Regions from separate parts of the Mus musculus genome. Here regions 1 and 3 are each linked to region 2. The links are chromatin contacts, called in public HiChIP or PLAC-seq maps. All regions are on one chromosome and are shown on one strand. Each heading gives the region's core, a stretch centred on a gene start, on an enhancer-like site or on the middle of the called end of the contact. The rest is flanking DNA. Distances are from core to core; before and after follow the strand shown. Region 1 overlaps Dock9 (dedicator of cytokinesis 9). Region 2 holds the start of Slc15a1 (solute carrier family 15 (oligopeptide transporter), member 1). Region 3 overlaps Dock9 (dedicator of cytokinesis 9).

What was found. HiChIP or PLAC-seq counts read pairs in DNA pulled down with a chosen protein or histone mark.
Region 1: an H3K27ac HiChIP or PLAC-seq map of embryonic stem cells shows a contact between it and region 2, with 7 read pairs. The contact joins the enhancer-like site here to the promoter of Slc15a1 in region 2. A contact is called at or near these places in 4 of 39 promoter capture datasets (cranial neural crest, embryonic stem cells, maxillary cranial neural crest and 1 more), 2 of 115 datasets of contacts at active chromatin or transcription factors (embryonic stem cells and intestinal villus epithelium) and 1 of 9 other capture datasets (pancreatic islet).
Region 3: a contact with region 2 is called in a CTCF HiChIP or PLAC-seq map of CD8 T cells, with 5 read pairs. The contact joins the enhancer-like site here to the promoter of Slc15a1 in region 2. A contact is called at or near these places in 6 of 39 promoter capture datasets (the 3T3-L1 cell line, cranial neural crest, embryonic stem cells and 2 more), 1 of 15 datasets of contacts at CTCF or cohesin (CD8 T cells), 11 of 484 Hi-C or Micro-C datasets (CD8 T cells, the MNK3 cell line, Sertoli cells and 8 more), 11 of 115 datasets of contacts at active chromatin or transcription factors (CD8 T cells, embryonic stem cells, intestinal crypt epithelium and 1 more) and 4 of 9 other capture datasets (adipose tissue, embryonic stem cells, liver and 1 more).

What each region holds. Positions count from the first base shown.
Region 1 is chr14:121,606,922-121,610,923 of GRCm38.p6, forward strand. It overlaps Dock9 (dedicator of cytokinesis 9), which reads right to left. Exons shown (of 54, transcript NM_001081039.1): 28 at 3,102-3,248; 29 at 2,841-2,924; 30 at 2,235-2,346; 31 at 180-358; 32 at 1-3. Among named protein-coding and RNA genes, the nearest start is that of Dock9, 89 kb to the right of the region's middle. Within about 2 kb of position 1,455, at least 33 of the 459 cell types and tissues checked have an H3K27ac peak or open chromatin away from gene starts, as enhancers often do. A contact at or near this core is called in embryonic stem cells and stem cell-derived epiblast-like cells, where this site is marked.
Region 2 is chr14:121,502,771-121,506,589 of GRCm38.p6, forward strand. It overlaps Slc15a1 (solute carrier family 15 (oligopeptide transporter), member 1), which reads right to left and starts at 2,484. Exons shown (of 23, transcript NM_053079.2): 1 at 2,449-2,484. The coding sequence starts at 2,452.
Region 3 is chr14:121,571,268-121,575,114 of GRCm38.p6, forward strand. The region is part of intron 46 of Dock9 (dedicator of cytokinesis 9); the gene reads right to left. Among named protein-coding and RNA genes, the nearest start is that of Slc15a1, 68 kb to the left of the region's middle. Within about 2 kb of position 2,359, at least 12 of the 459 cell types and tissues checked have an H3K27ac peak or open chromatin away from gene starts, as enhancers often do. A contact at or near this core is called in CD8 T cells, where this site is marked.

The DNA of each region.
Region 1 (4,002 bases), core at 205-2,704, 100 kb after region 2:
ACTCTGAAAGAAGATACACATGGTAAGTGTGTTCCCTGGCTGAGCACCGGATGGCAGAGGACGTTACACTGGCAAGAAAAAAAGTCTCAGCCCTGTTAACAGGATTTGTCTAAGGGGTCATTTCCTTACACCGCTTGAGCATTTATCATCCCTTCTTCCCTCCCCTGGGAACTACTCACCCTCGAATTGTATCTGTCATCAAAAGAATGTTTTATCAGCAGGTTCTTGAGCATGCTGATGGCGATGACTCGGACCTCCCGGAACTCCTGGAGCGCAGTGCCCACCTCCCTTAGCAACAGTCCCACCAAGAAGTGGTTTCTGCAGAACTCGTCTGTTAAGGAGTAGTCAAGCTGGAGATCTGAGAAAAGGCAGGTGGGACTCAGGTTCAGGGGGTCCACTGTCGCCTGAGCCCCTCAGCCCACCTCGTGTGTGGCTACAGGTGACAAAACTCTGCCTCACACAAAAACAAAAAACCAGGCAATTCTGCAAGGCTGCTCTATTCCTTAACCTATAAATTCCCACAGGAGCCCTGAGCAGATACAAATAGCTGCCCTGAATTTTGAACATGGAACTGGTTTTAGTGCCTGTTTTTAGAAGATCTGACAGCAATTATATTAAAAACGTTATTGATAATTTTTTTTCTAAAAGAATGAAGTTATTGTACTAACGACAGTAGAGATCAATTGGATAAAACCACATCATTAAGGAGAGGATGAATACAAATGATTTATTTAAATATCATTCACTTTGTGAGGTCAGCTGTCTATTCTCTGGTTATCAATGCCTTCATAGTCACAGTAAAACTCAAATGTATTTTAAATGACACACCAGCACATAACCTATTTATTCTGCTTTCACTGAACAAGTAAGTTACTTCTGCAGTCTTTTCTAAAATGTCCTCCTTAAACTACAACTGAAATATACAAAGCACCACCCAGTAACTCATCACAAGCTACATGATAAAGCTGAGAGAGGGCTCATCTGCCAAGGAGGAAGACAGGAATCCCCTAAAAGAGGATCAATAAAAGCAGTCACACACACACACACACACACACACACACACACACACACACACAGGAAGCACAAAGTAAGACTGAGTCAGGACACTGACACCATTATCCAAGAAAGTCCTATAGACCCCAGTTTGACTTCCAAAGCCTTCCTGGCAGGTCCTTGAAAGTCTCCCCAGCACACTGCAGAAGTCCCTGTGGAGCCTGTCAGTAGGAAGAAAGAGTTTCTCCAGCATGATCATGTTTAGCAGCGTTTTTAGTCCACTTTCTGCAGACTAAACTGTAAGGCAGGGGCTCCCTTAAATCTCTTAGGGAAGAAAACGACTTACAGTCTCTGTGCCTGGGGCAGAGTCTGGCACGAGACCCCAATAAACTGATGTACAGGACCCACTCTCCTCAGTGAGGCTGGAAAGCTCACTGAGCTCAAGTCCCTTCAGACCCAGGGGGTCCAGAGCAGCTCATGAGGACTCAGCATGCAAACACAAAAAGCTCACAGGAAAGCCATGTGCCTTAAGCTCCTGTCGCTTCCACGGACAAAAGCTGTGTTTCGGGAGGTGAGATGTGATCTGGGGGGTGGGGGTGGGGGTGGGGTGACTTTGTTCTGCTCCCTAAAACAGAATGTGGGGACTCTAGGCACCCCGGGAGCATATCTCCTGGGTTGTGACAGCAACGTCTCAGCTCCACAGGAAAACAATGCACCCATTCGTCAGAATCATAAAGCCTGGCCAGATATGCATAGACAGGTTTGATTGGACAGTGTACAAGCGGCTGAATGGCCACTTGCATTCCATTCGGGTCTTTAATGGAGGAAGTGCAAGGGCAAGCCTAAGCCCCACCCACACCTACCTACTGGGCTGTCATTTGACTCCACAGTTGGTGAAAGAGAAGCTAATTTACAAGAGGGGAAAGCAAAACAAACACAAATGTAGTAAATAAGACAAAGGATTTTAAAGTGACAAACAGTCATGATGTTTACTTCTGATGAGCCCCAGTGAGCTTCAGATCTGCCTCTCATCTGCATGGGTTGTCTCTAGGTTTGCTGAAAAGCCAGTTTCTACGTAAGATTTTTTTTTTTAATCAACAATTTTAGGAATGTAAAATTATACACACCCTCATCCATGAATAAAATCAAATCATGGGATGACATTTCAATCAATACTTTTCTTATTTAAAAATGATACGGTTCTCTTCATTAGAAAATAAATCCATGCAGAGATGGGTTACCTTGGTATCTCTGAATTCTTCCTTTTCCAAATGGCATCGGCAAATTCAAAGGAATATAGTGTTCATGGTTGCACACCACGCGGAGAAACTCAAACTTGTACTCAAAGAGAGTCTGCAGGAAGAAATGCTTAGACGTGAAAACCTCACCGGATGTTGTATCTAGAATGCTAGTAAACCTACTGGAAGCAAAGAGCATGAGCACTTAGTGGGGACCACGTGCTTGTGTCTTTATGTATGTTGGATGGCTTACAGGCATTTGTGTGAAAACCAAACACACTTCATTAAATAATGCCTTTAGCAGACTTTAAGGCAGTTATTATTTATGCTCCTCTATGTCTAAAAAGGATTTCAAGTAGCTTATAATTACACAGACTCAATACAATTTAAAAAATTAGTAAGCTGGAAGGTAATAAAGGAAAATAATTCTACCAGAAAGGTTACATGGTTATAAGGTCTCGATAAACGATCTGTGATCAACAACTCAATTCAGAGGTTTTGGGATGAATGAGGTGAGGAACAAAAAGACAATTCTGATAAGAACAGGTGCAGTTCCAGGTGTGAATGGGCCAGCTAAACTCAAGCGAAAGTGCCCAACAGCCATGCTACCTTGGGGTCCCCGGGAGCAAAGCAACTGATGTAGTTGTTGATCTGCTTGAAGACGAAGCCTCTGTCCATGAAGGTGAAGCATCTCTAGGGGAAAAAAGCCAAGAGCCATTAGTTCAGACCCATGAGTTGTGGAACTTTGGCTTCTAGTCTGCTGGTTAAGTTACCCTCTCCTGTCAGAGTACTGAGTACTGAGTACTGAGGGCATCACTGTGCTGGGGAGCTACTTAGAAAGCAGTGTCCCCTTCCCCTGGAGGTCACTACCTTGATGAACACAGCGAGGCTGTGATTGGCATTTTTAGATGCTTCTGGGTTATCTCGAAATTTCTGGGTGATATGTGGCATCAGCATGTTCACCACGGTTTCCACAGCGTGATGGTAGGAGGCCGGAAATCTCTGGTTCCGCAGTAACTGAAAGGATTCAAACCCATCACTTAGGATGATTTTAGGTTGTAATACTTAAGGTTGGAGTCCAAGTCCATAAAAACAGAAACAAACAAACAAAAACCCCCGAGTTAGATCTACCTCTTGTATAATTGGATAAAAAGTTAGATATACCCTTCCTAATGCAGTCTGGTAACTTTCCACATACTATTTCATCAATACTTTCAAGAACAGAAATCTCACAAGAAAAAAAAATTTACCCAATTTAAAAAATCAAATTATAGCACAGTATTTGAATGTATACTATAAAAGTGCTCAAATATAGCCGTGGCGCACACCTTTAATCCCAGCACTCGGGGAGGCAGAGGCAGGCAGATTTCTGAGTTCGAGGCCAGCCTGGTCTACAAAGTGAGTTCAAGGACAGCCAGGGCTATACAGAGAAACTCTGTCTCGAAAAACCAAAAAAAAAAAAAAAAAAAAAAAGTGCTCAAATATGTCAAATATCTCGACCTTCTTTGATATGACAAAGAGAGTCTTGGTAGTTTATACAAACAAGAACAGAAATGTTGATCTAAGAGTTTTGGCAGAAAACAGGGCAGGACCGTGCACTTTCTGTGGGTATCTTCAATAATGGGCACAAGCCAAGCGTTCCTCAGACACTTTTTATATTCTTTATTCAAAACTCAAAGAACAAGTTTATTTGTGTTTACACATATATTATATATAATATATGTTATATATTATATATAATATATGTCATATATTATATATTATGTTATAT
Region 2 (3,819 bases), core at 1,234-3,733:
CCATATCTTCAGGCAAAGTTCAGAGGCTCGGGGCTGCCTCCAGCTCAGGAGCCAAGAGTGATATATATTGTTTTTAAATAATTGAAAAGATTGAAGGCTGTTTTGTGAGCACATAGAGAAATATATAAATGCCAGGTGTGTTGGCTCACACTTGTAATCTCAACACTTGGAAGGTTGAAGCAGGAGGATTGCTATGAGTTTGAGGCTAGTCTGGGCTGCATAGTTCAGGTCTCAACCAGCCTGAGCTACAGAATAAGACTTTGTCTCAAAAACAAAGATGGCTCTGGTATGTGCACACACACATACACAATCAGTAAATAAAATTCAATAAAAATTTAAAAGGAATATTTTTTAAAAAAGACAATTAAAGGTGAAAAGGAACCATACACAAGTTGACATCAACACCTGTAACTGGTTTTATTGGGACAGCTCCACCTACATGTTTACTGAGTGTCTGAGGTTGCTTCTACACCAAGGACAGAGCCCAGGAGAGTGCTGGTCTCTACTTAAAAACAAGTCAAATGGGCTGGCGAGATGGCTCAGCGGGTAAGAGCACTGACTGCTCTTCCGAAGGACGAGAGTTCAAATCCCAGCAACCACATGGTGACTCACAACCATCCGTAAAGGTATCTGACGTCCTCTTCTGGTGCATCTGAAGTCAGCTACAGTGTACTTATGTATAATATCCTGAGCAAGCAGGGACTGAGCACGTGGGGTTAACCGGAGCCAGCAGAGGTCCAAAAAAATTCAATTCCCAACAACCACATGAAGGCTTACAACCATCTGTACAGCTACAGTGTACTCACATACATAAAATAAATAAATAAATCTTAAAAAAAAAAAGTCAAAATTTAAGATTTCAACCATGGGTGTTTAGGTTCAGTCATGGGTGCCCACATCCCATTTACTGCATAGTCTGTGGGTGCCATGTCTGTCTCTCTCCTTCCTAGTCATTCATTACTTCGTCCCCTGGATTCCCAGGGGGAGTGAGGTCCCTGGCATGAACCACACAGGAGGAAGTCAGTGGCTCAGGGCACCCATTTCTCTAAGAACTGCTTCCTGCTCCTTCCATTCCACAAGTATTCCTAGGGTTACAGTCTATCACATGGCACCTGAAACAATTCTGACGAGCTCTAACTGCCAACCATTGTTTTCACCAGGGGGAGTCACTATAACTTTTAATTATCTTTTCCATTTCCTTGCTCTTGATATTGAAAAGCTGAGACATCCACAAATCAAAGCCTGATTTGATTACAAGTCACTGGTCCCTATTCCCATGCCAAGCAAAACTCCAGCAGAGGACCAGTTAGTTCAATAAGGAAACACCCATTGCTTTGGAACACTATGCGTCCAACAGTTCTGTATTCTTTTCTTCCCACCAGAGCTATCTGTTAGAAGGGCAAAATGCATCTCACACAAAGCAGATCCTGTGGTAACTTGGGGACCTGGCATCAGAGTCCAATACAAGCATCTTAAGGCGGCTCTCTGCAAGGTACAAGCGGCAGCCGGGAGGGGGATCCGGAGCCCCTCTTAGAAGCTGGGTGCAGTATGTAGTCTGATGCTGTTCATCTCAAATGACATGAGAAATCTGTTCCGAACAGCAATTTGCTACAGCCAAAGTTCAAGGTGTGACTCACTCCCTTGCTGCTACTTCTCAAACTCCTGCTGTGACCCAGGGGGTCACCAGGCCCCCATGGGCGCTCTGTACTGAGGCAGGAACAAAAGGCTAGCAAGGGGCAACATGAACACGATGCAGGGAGACCAAGCTGGAGCTCTGCTGCCAGTGTCCATGAAGCCCGAGAAGCAGGGGTTGGCCATCAAAGCGGAATTTTGGGGGAGTCAGCTTGTTACCCCAGCTTTAGGGGGACCGGTGGCCTCAAGGTCTGTGGTTCTAAGTTACTCCCAGAGGCAGCTTACTTTGAAGCAGGGCAGGCACCGAGCTGCCTCTTAGTTCATAGGCTGATACTCCTACTCTCGTCTCGTGTGCCTTTTCTGAGGACAGCAGTAGAACCAGGAACGGTACAGAGAGGCGCCAGGGATTCCCATGAGAATTCCAGGGTCACCCTCTTTGCTAGAGGCAAGCACAGAACCAAAGTTCCATGTTGCGCCCTGAGGCCCCCAGTACGCCCTTCCTGCCATCACCGGCAGAAAGCACTCAACTCCAAGGCCACAGACACTTGGCACCGAGAGAATGAAAACCCGAGAGTCTAAGAGGTAGGAGGGCGGAGAGTAGTGCGTTTATTCCCCCAACCTTGGCGTCTGACCACCTCGGAGGAAACGTCAAGAGTGGCTACCTCCTGCCCAGGTTTCCAGCCTCCAACCAGTCGGTTCCCTGCGGCCAGTGAGGAGTCGTTCCCTATCCCCCGGTGGCACCTGCTCCGCAATCTCCCTGCGACAGAAGTGTCCCTGATCCCGACGACCCCGCCCCAGCTGCCCGTGCTCACGTACCCATTGTGGTGGCTCCAAGGCTCCGGACGGGCGACTGGCAAGCAGGAGTTCAGCCTCCCTTACTTTGTTTCCAGGCCCTGCCCAGCTGGCTACCTGTGTGACTGTAGGAGTGCAAGGCGGGGCCGGCTGGGCTCCACCCTTGAAGGAACCGAGGCTAACATCGCTTAACCCTGCTGCAGGATACCTGTCCCTAGGACGCTGGTCCCAGACCCTCTGGAGCAGGACAGATGAAGCTGTCCCAAGTAACGGGGTGGGCGTAGGGGGAGGTGGTGGCAGGGATCTGGGGCCACGGACTCCCTTTGTGAGTGGTCACTAGGAGGCTTGATTGATCCGGTTGATCTGTGGTTGATAAGCGGGTCGCCAGGCACCATGCTAGGACTTACTGAGTCAAGAAAGCAGGACTTGCATGTTTGGCAGTCTAAAGGGCTTGGGCCGCCGCTGGGATCCCACTTAACAAACAACAGCTCAGAGAACCGCTCTACCTTGTTTGGGGAAGCATAAAGGGACTATAGCAGTTTGTGTCTGTGTCCTTGAACTTGCTGTGCAGCCAGAGACCTAGCGTCCTGACCCTCCTGCATCTCTCCTCCCCAGCTCTGCGATTACAAGATTGTAATACTTGGCCTGGCCATTTTTCTGCTTTCTGGTCAGCCTTGAAGAAGTTAAGGCTCTGGATGTTTACAGGGGAGCATTAAAGATGGGACATGAAAATGGGTTTCAATCATTTGTTTATTTATTCATTTATTTATTGAGAAAGAGACTGCCTCCCCAGCCTCAGCTCATCTACCATCTCAATTTCTCTGTTTCTTCCTCCCCAGTGCTCAGTTATCCCTCTCACACCCCACAGTTGTCTTTGTCCGTGTGATGTATACAGTATTCAGTGACCATCCTGAGCATTAAGTACATTCACCAACATCGTCCCGGCTACAGAACTTCATCTTCCAAGCTGAAGCTCCGTGGCCTTTAAACAACAGCTCTGCCGTGGCTTCCCCAGTCTCTGGTTGTCAATACTTTACTTCTTGAGTCAGACACCCCCACCCCGACCACCAGGTGTCTTGTGTGGGCAGACTGTGCAGATCCTCTGTTCTGTGGCTTCTTCCAGTTAGCAAAGTGTTCTCCAGGCTCAGCCATATTCTTGCATGGGTCAGAACACCCTTTAAGGGTTGATGAGTCTTCCACATTCGCTTTGTTTATTCAATCACCTGCCCTTAGGAACTCCCAGCCACCCTGCTGGGAGGTGGGGGTGGGGGTGGAGCACAGGAAGCCCTTTCTCAAAGGCAGCGGCCCTGCCTTCCCTGACTTTTGGGAGGAAGACGCTCCTTTTACCCTTGAACTGTTGCTACTCCCAGGGTAACAGCTGAGTTCGCTGAAAGA
Region 3 (3,847 bases), core at 1,109-3,608, 68 kb after region 2:
AAGTTATGAAGATGAATGTTGGCCAGCTTCTAAGGAAAATTCATAGCTCAATTCCTGCAAGCCTCTAGCTACATTCACATCATCCAATTAATATACAGCCTTGATTTATATGTGTTTCTCTTAAAGACACCCAATGGAACATGCTCCGTTGGTCACTCTCATTAAATTCACGCTCACCAGCCCCAGAACAGTGTTCTTCTACCTAGGGACCACAGACATCAAGGAATACTTACTACTGGGGCCTGTCTAAGCAGAACAGCCACCCACCAAAACCCACACCAATGTAGAGAACACAGTATTATCCAAACTATGAAAGAGATGGAAACCTTCTCATAGTACAAGAGCTGAAGAAGGGCAGACTACCACCGGTACTGATTTGGGGTTACGCAGAGGTGAATAGAAAGGATAAACTCTTTTCTGCCTTCTCATCTAGAGTTCCTCTTAGCCCTGAAATGGACACATCAACATGGCTGATCTTCTGACTCCTAGGCTGAGATGGGTCCCAGTTAAAGCTCATATTTCTATCTCCCCCTCTCCTCCTTTAACTTAAAGGGGCGAGATGTAGGCTGCTGTGAACCTAGAGGACACCATATGTGATGGCTCACATTATATCAGTGCAGCACAGTTAATGTCATCTGAGACAGGGGAATCTCAATCAAGGATTCTCCTCCATAAGATCAAGCTGTAGACAAGACTGTAGGACATTTTCTTGGTGATTGATATGGGAGGACCCAGTCTGTTATGGTTGATACCATTCCTGGGCTGGTGGTTCTTGGATCTATAAAAAGCAGGCTAAGCAAGCCATGGGGAGCAAGCCAGTTGGTGGTACCCCTCCATGGCCTCTGCATCAGTATCTGCTTCTCGATTCCTGTCATGACTTCCTTTGATGATAAAATGTGATGTGGAACTGTAAGTAAAATAAACCCTTTGCTCCCCTAGTTTTGCTTTTGGTCACAGTGTTTCAGCACAGCCACAGATATTGGTACCAGGAGGGAGGTATTGCTGTGATAGATCTGACCATGTTGTTTTTGGAAGGATTCTGGAAAGACTTTGGAACTTTGGGCTCAAAAAAAGTGTTTAGAGCTTAGCGAGTTCGTGCAGGAACTAAGAAGATAAACTTGGGGGGCAGTACAGACAAGGGAGGCCTGGCTTGTGACCTTTCAGAGGAAAGCAAAGACTACACTGAGCCACTTGTGTGATATTTTGCACACATCCGTGGCTTCTGGTCAGCTGGGGTTGAAGAATCTGCTGTGATTAACAGGAGACCAGAACCGCTAAAGCAAAACCCTTGCTTCGCTGGGACAAACAAACTCTAAGAAGTGTTTCCTCAGGGTCAGCACACAGAAGCTGTGTTCCAGAGGGGCCAAGGCTGAGTCTCGTGCTGGCAGCTGAACTTGGTAGCCTAAGACTCTCCCAGGTGGTGCTGGCTCTGATGGCATGAAAGGGTCATGGAGAAGAGCTGGCACTTTCCTTGGTTTTCCTATCTGTACTTTTTAAAAAAATTTTTTGAGACAGGATTTTTCTCATTCTACAGTCACCTTGAGATTGCAGCAATCCTCTTGGCTTGCTGCTTGGTGCTGGGACTGCAGGTGCACGTCTTGGCCACCAGGCTTGGCTTCCATTTTGAATTTCTAAAGTCTCTTTATTAGAGTTTTTTCCACTTTTCCAAATGTACAGCCTCTACCCGACAGGATCCTGTTATTGCATCAGTCACGAAGGGGGTGATCTCAAGGTTACAGGAGTCCAGTATAATTCTGGTACCTTTGGGAACTCAGAATCTTCAGCCTAGCAGGTGCAAGCCTAACTTCTTAGCATGCACTGAGAACGAGAACCGGATACTTTGGTATAATCAGTAGTTAGGCACCTGGAAGTCACTCTGTGGTTTCACCAGGAAGGAGAGATGAGCCAAGCACTCCCTGGGTGGGTCTCAGGCCTGCTGCTAAGACAACTGTGCACATTTAGGTAGCTCCCTGACTGTCATATTAGGGCACTGACGGCATTTACTCATATCAACCTGTGAGGATTTAAAGGGCTATGATTTTTATTACTGGGTCACAGGCTTCTTTCCTGTCAGCTCTCATAATTCCTTCCTCTTAGGTAGAAATTGTTCACCTCACAGACTGTTTCCCTTGAGACATCCAAGCAACCATCCTGAAGACCAATATGGCAGTTTCTGTTTTCCTGTCACTGAGAACTGGTTACTTCCTGTTATTTTGAATCTTGACAGTAGGACTTTATGGCCCCGCAGTGTCTCATCCGAACCATTACAGACTTTCATGCTCTATGGACCTTGTTAAAGATTTACCCACTTTATGCTTCAAGGACAGGGTGGCTCAGCCATATTCTGAAAACAGCTGATAAAATGGCCTTTGTTGCACGCTCAGGTCTTACTCAGAGGTAGTGCCACCCATAGGTTTCTCCAAGGGATGTATGCACTTGACCTCAGAGGCTCACAAAAACTACCTCAGTCTGTGACTTGATCAGACGTGCACACGTGAGCTTCATGTCATCCTGCAGGGCAGGGTACTGGAAACTAGACTTTCAAATCCTTAACTGATCCTAGCATTCCTGTGTTCCTTACCTAATTCCAAATAAAGTTTTGAGCTCCAGAGGAGCCTGGCCCCAGGGCTGATGGGCTCAACCAAAGAGAAAGCACGGACATGCCTTCTCTCAAAGAAACCAGTCAAAACAAAAAACCAACCAACCAACCAATCAATCAATCAATCAATCAAAAAATCCAAACTACCATCTGTCCAGGCATTTCATGGTGCAAGAATGGAGTAATCAGTATGGACTTAACAACTTATGTTCCCCCCAGGATAATTAGAAAATTCCACCTACCATGATTAAACCTAATTTAACAGTATTCCTTTTTAAAGATTTATTTCTGTGTGTGTCTTTGTGTATGTGTCTGAGTGTATATACTCATGAGTGCACGCGTGTACAGACACCAGAAGAGGGCATTGGATCCCTTAGAGCTGAGTTACAGGTGGTTGTGAGCTGCCAAGTGTGGGTGCAAGGAATTCAACTCGGGCCCTTACAACTCAGCAGCAAGCGCTCTAGCGCTCTTAATGGCCGAGTTGTCTCTCAGGCCCCACTTTAATTTTTTTTTTTTGGTTTTTCGAGACAGGGTTTCTCTGTATAACCCTGGCTGTCCTGGAACTCACTTTGTCGAATAGGCTGACCTCAAACTCAGAAATCTGCCTGCCTCTGCCTCCTGAGTGCTGGGATTAAAGGCGTGTGCCACCATGCCCAGCTCTTAGCCTTAAATCTTGACAACCATTTGAGACTAGACAATTTACAACAGCAGTTGTTAAACTTTTGCCCTGAAGAGCCTCTTTATATATTTTGTTTGCTTTTACGTTTTTGAGACAAGAGTCTCTCTACTTAGCCACCTGATGAAGCCTGGGTCCTGTGTAAGAGGAGTAAGCGCTCATAACTCCCGAGCCTTCTCTCCAGTTCTCCCTTACACAGCTTATGTTTTACTTAAGACCTCAAAGAACTTTCAATTATTGACAGTTCCTGGAGCCTCCACCTTCTTCCTCGGTCTGTCATGTTTGTTGGTGTATTGAAGGAATCCAGCATCAGACCTGTGCTCAGTCAGGGCCTCACAGACTTCCTCAGAGGACTCAGGAGCACATTTTAAGAAATGGGTCCACAGACTGGTTTATGTCATAGGAGATATTTGTCTGTGGACCCTTCTCACCGGCATAAAAACAATCAGAGCTGTAATGCTGCCCGTCTGCACACACAGTCTCCAAGTAAAGAAATCACAGTTCAAACCATGGAGGCAGACATCAGTATGAAGCCTCTCTCTGCTGTTGTTTTCTCTCCAAATGAACACATA